Regions from separate parts of the Sus scrofa genome. Here region 2 is linked to region 1. The links are chromatin contacts, called in public HiChIP or PLAC-seq maps. All regions are on one chromosome and are shown on one strand. Each heading gives the region's core, a stretch centred on a gene start, on an enhancer-like site or on the middle of the called end of the contact. The rest is flanking DNA. Distances are from core to core; before and after follow the strand shown.

Region 1 (2,703 bases), core at 87-2,586:
TGATAAGTACCATGAACAAGGTGGAGACTATTCTATGTAGTGGGCTCCCTTCTTGTAGAAGAGAGCAATAAACTTGATATGCCCAAGTATTTTGAATCTCTCTCTTACCTTGTACTCACATTTTCTTAATCTATTTTCATTATTTGCATTTGCTTGGCTTTTATCCTTATTTTGGATTGTAAAGTGCTTTGGTAGGTCATAGCTAATCATGATATCTATAAATCATAACTAGAATTTATATTTTAAGATATTGCCATTGCCATCAATATTCATCAGATTATGAACGTATTCATATATGTGTATTTATACAAAGGGCATACTGGATTAAACACTTCTGTTGATAATTATCTGTATGCTTTGGGCCTCTTGGGGAATGTATTTGTTTTACTTTCTACCCCAATGCCCAGCACAGGATCTAGAATAGAGTGGAAATGTGAAAAGAGCTAAATAGACAAACTCAAAAACTCAAAAACTCAAAAAAAAAAACAAAAAAAACAACCACCTCAAACCCAAAACAGAAACAACCATAGAAAAAGGACTAATAGAAAATAAATTATGTTAATAATGCCTTAGTACACAAGAGCTAAATGAATGAATGGTGACAAGAATTAATGAATCCCTAAAATTTTGAGCTTTTCCTCATCAATTTTAAATATCTTTTTGCTAAGCAAATAATCATAGCATTGATGGGAACCCCAAGATGTCATCTTGTCCGCTGTTAACCTACCTTCAACATAAAAAATCATTCTAGGTAGATTCAAATACAAAATTGCTTAATTCCACAAGATAAATCCAAGACCTCTAGAGAAAAAGATATGTCTCCACCTCCCTCGGGCTAGCATTTCTCTCTCACTAATTGACTAGATGAAAATGGAAATATCTGCCTAGCACAAAAGTGAGGTGCAGAGCAGAGCAGATACGAAATTCCTCTGGACTTACTGATCCGGGTCATCAGTGACACACATGCAAAGATCAGACCAAATCAAATTATAAATTAGTTTCCACTCTGGATTAGCAATGAGCCTGTCATAGGCACCTAATATTTAAATAAAAAACAATTTAAATAAATTAGGCACCATCAAGTTCTCTGACACGTGCCACATCTTGACACAGTGTCTACTTGTTTTTGATCTGGGCTGTCAGACTCAGGCGATGTGGAAAGGAAAGTTCTCAGGGTTCAACCAAACTATCTGCCTAAGTGAAAAGAAGTATGTCTGAGGTCTTATCAAAGGTCTCACGTTTAGAAAAAGTTTTCTCTGCCGCCTCTTCCCTAGAGTGAGCTGCCCTCTTCTAGGCTCTGACCAGTGGAGCCTTTGCTCCCCAGGCTGCCCCCGCAGCCAGCACCTTTTCTCAGGACTGTAGGGATGACAAAATCTCATGAATGAGGAACTGGTGTGCAATGAACAGCATATGCTGGCAACAGCTGTCTTTTATTACACATTATCTAATATGAGAAATCTAGGTTTAGCAATTTGGCAGGGCTGCAAACTACACATTCAATTATGACTGCTGAGTAGACAAAGCTCCTTAACTCCTTGCTAGCCTCTAATATAAAGATGCCTGGGGTAGGGCTAGGATCCTGCATCTTTTGTTTTTAGTCAAATGGCTTAAAAGATCAGACATTAATATTAAAATTGCAATTTTTGCTGCTATGCGGTGATTCACAACGTCCCTCTTTATTGAGAAACCAAGACTGTACTTCAGCTGTTAGTCTGCGGAAAATAAAAATAATCTGCAGCTGAACCAGATAACCAGCTCCTCAGAGGAACTTGAAGTTCAATACTGTAGCCACTTTGGCTGCTAAGTAACAGCCTGTTACTTCCTGTCCCCACTGTGTACTCATTTCCTGAAAATGTTGAGGGTGGGGGGAGGGGAGGATACCTATTCACAGGTGAAGCATTTTTGGTTTATTGTTTGTTTCAAAAGTTCCCAAATTCTGTGCTCTGCTCCCTTTCCAGTCCCCTGTGTGATTCTTCCCAATTGTTCCATCAATATAGCTTTTTTTACACTTTTAAGTCAGGAGCTTTAGGAGGGCAGTGCTCCACAGAAATATTCTAAAATATAGTAAAATAGTGGAGCTGAACTCAATATCTTACCTTATAATAAGGGCCCTTAAGGAACCCAACTAGAACACAATAGCTTCCTAGGAAAGTCTCATGGGCTCACAAACTTCTTTTTCAAGAAAAAAAAAATTTTTATATTGTTTCTAAACACAGCACAGTATGGATTAGAGAATACTTTTCAAATTCTTTCAAAGTGAAATTAACTGTTTTCTACTAAAAGTATCCATTAAATGATCAAAATATCTTGTTTCCATGAGGAATACTTGGGAGTTTTGGTAACAGGTGGGTGTGTGGACAGAAATAATGTAAAAGCTCCTGAAGGGCAGAACCCATCCCAGAAATATAAGCATTACAGGGTTTGGCACAATATTTTGTATCTGAACTTATAAGTGAAATTACCCTTTCAGAAGTTGTCTGTTTAGTAATAATTCATTAATCAAAAGAAAACCAGGCAAAGAGTGTTACCACTAATGCACACTGAGGCTTCTCATCTGTCAGGTTTTCACTACAGCATTTGGTGAAAACTACTGTCCAAGGACAACTTACTACCCTTGGGCATAAGGTCCACTAGCGACTCCCTTAGCACTGCAATATTTATCAGGATACTTTTACTTCCGCCTTCCTACAGCATTTTCCACTA
Region 2 (2,703 bases), core at 89-2,588, 620 kb after region 1:
TTAGTAATTATCTTTCAAAATGCTAAATTACTTATTTGATTCTGTGGTATTCCAGGCATACAGTAGGTGTTCAGTCAATGTTTGATGAATTATAAAGAGTACCTAAATAGCTTTTACCAGTTCCGGAGAAGTGGAAAGGAATGCTATTTGACGTGGGTTAGCACTGGAATTTTTCCTAAATACACAGATGTTTGAAGGCTTTACTCAATAAAATACTGTACTAGTACAATGAAGTTAGTGGGTATCTTGTTTCCCCAAAGTTAATGACTTTCTCAAGCACTTGGCTTTCTTACCATATGATTAGTCCCATTATTTCTAGGCCAATCAATAGGCATGATTCCAAGATTAAGAGCAATTCGGATCATTATTCTCCTTTCATCACATATCCATTATTTTCTGTTTGAATAAGACCTGTAATCAGGGTTATTTACCAATCTTTATGGTGAAACTTTAAACCACTGATTATTCCTGTCTTCGCAGGTATTAAACGCCATTTCAACCATCTTTTCAATAATTTTGTAGTAGCTAATGAAGTCCATTTTTCCAGATTTTTCAGTCCACTGACGGTATATTGAACCCCCAAGAGTCTTTAAAAAGTATGTTGTTTAATTGGTGGCAGCTGTTCCTTAGGAAGTTACCTAAGTATATAAAAGTGTTTTTGCCATTTAATAGCCTTAAAAAAAACAAAACAAAACATACACACACAAAGTTACTCTTAACATATATATGGAGTACATATAAAGGTCCCCTGAAGTTCTTTGATAGCAAACATTTCAAATATAACTAACATACACAAGAAATTATAGGACAGTATCCTTTAATTTGGGATTTAATTACTGAAGCTTAAAATATATATATTCTTTTGGTACTGTGGATAGATATCTTCAAGAGAAATTACTAATTCTTTGTAGTTAATTCTAAAGCATGTACATTCTATATTACTTGAATGCAACATTTTCCTGCTTTGTCCTTGAATTCTTTCCAGAAATCATTAAGTACTGGATACATACAGTAATAGAGATATGCTTAAATGTCACTATTAATCCAGTTTATAACCACTAACTTCTTACATGAGAAATTTCAAAAAGAAACGCTTACACAGACATCTAATGTCCAAAAGAACCAGAGCCAAATATAATGACTTTACAGCTGAAAGACAGCCAACATGCACATTTTCTGAGTGTGGTTTTACCGAGAGTCTGCACGCAGATGAAATATGAATTTTAAAAACATAATCTTCATGGAAAAAGTCCTTCTTGTCATAGCACTGGGCTGACTTTCAAGCCAAGGTCAAAGTCCTTTCTGCAGGTCTATTTTTAGGTTTTCCATTTCTCACCAGGACGCTCTTGGTTTTGCATTAGTGGGACACAGGCTGCATCGTGCTGCAGAAAGAGGAGGGACGCCTCCCCTCTGCAGCTTTCCCTGCTGCTGTCCGCAGACTCTGCAGACTCCCTGCCTCTGCATCCCAGGGGTCAATTGTCACGCTCCAGCTGCCCCCCAACCCCACCCCCTGTGGTTACTTTGCCCCATTAAGCAGGGTGTTCCTGAGATAGCAAAGGCATACTTGGCACTCTCCCTCCTTTTGTCTCTCGGATTTTCTGAGACAGGGGCAACCTCATGTGAGTGTTATTAATCAAGAATTGTCTAGATCTTCAAACTAAACCTGAAGGAAAAAGTAGTGAGGTCAAAGTGATTAATTTAGATTGAGATGGAAGAGATCAGGATAGAAGAGCCTGTTGATAGAAAATGTCAAACGCCATTCATTTATTTTTGAAATTGATTACAGAGCACATAGAAGACTGTAATAAAATAAATAAATAAATGCATTTCCCTTTCATATTATGGCCTTTCACTGAAAGAGACAGAGGAATGAAGAGAAAGGATCAGGAAGAAAGACAAGCAAGCAAACTTGATGTGGGCAGGATCTCCTCCGAGGGGAAAACATCTAATAATAAGCACATATATTTTTCTCTAAAAAGATCACTTGTTTTTTAAGAGGAGTATTTTCTTTAAATTTTTTTTATTAAAGTGTAGTTGACTCGCAATGTTGTGCCAATTTCTGCTGTACAGAAAAGTGACCTAGTCATACATATATGTACATTCCCTTTCTAAGAGGAGTATTTTCTAAATTTGTTATAAGCAGTGATTTGATTTTATAAAAATTTAGAAGCATAGACATCCATAAAACATTTTTTTCCTAGTTTTCAATGAAGAAAGATATAAATAATGCTGTTCTGGATGTTGGAGTATATTGTAGCCACTCCTCATGCCCCCACAAAAGTTTACTTTCATTGCATAGCAGCCCCATCTGGTGGTTATCTGTAAACTTTCCACTAAAGATACGTTGCATTTTCACAGTTCTGGGCATAAGTGGGATCCTCTCTTAATTTTCCCAGTAGGTGAGATGAAGTTAAGCAGGAAAGACAGAAGAGCAGGCATCAATTCAGTTTAAAAGGCCACAGATTGGAAAGGGGAATACGTGGCAGGGATTCAGTAAATGCAGGTTGAATTAATGTTGAGTGAAGTGGGAGTTGTGCTAAAAGCTGAGAGCGAGTGTGGTGAGGCCCCTAATGAACCTGAGAAAGCATTTGACCTTGCACTTCTCTGCTTCACTAGACCTGGGAGACTGGCTTACCCATCTCTGTAGCCTGACCTCTTAACATAGCTTTGCAGTGTCAGGCCCCTGCCCTGGGAGCACACTGG

The links. HiChIP or PLAC-seq counts read pairs in DNA pulled down with a chosen protein or histone mark.
Region 2: an H3K27ac HiChIP or PLAC-seq map of skeletal muscle shows a contact between it and region 1, with 2.9 times the contacts expected there. The contact joins two enhancer-like sites. A contact is called at or near these places in 2 of 2 datasets of contacts at active chromatin or transcription factors (alveolar macrophages and skeletal muscle).

The regions. Positions count from the first base shown.
Region 1 is chr15:64,376,600-64,379,302 of Sscrofa11.1, forward strand. The region is part of intron 2 of CYTIP (cytohesin-interacting protein); the gene reads right to left. Among named protein-coding and RNA genes, the nearest start is that of CYTIP, 43 kb to the right of the region's middle. Within about 2 kb of position 1,337, at least 29 of the 83 cell types and tissues checked have an H3K27ac peak or open chromatin away from gene starts, as enhancers often do. A contact at or near this core is called in skeletal muscle, where this site is marked.
Region 2 is chr15:64,994,818-64,997,520 of Sscrofa11.1, forward strand. No RefSeq gene overlaps it. Among named protein-coding and RNA genes, the nearest start is that of UPP2, 92 kb to the right of the region's middle. Within about 2 kb of position 1,339, at least 8 of the 83 cell types and tissues checked have an H3K27ac peak or open chromatin away from gene starts, as enhancers often do. A contact at or near this core is called in skeletal muscle, where this site is marked.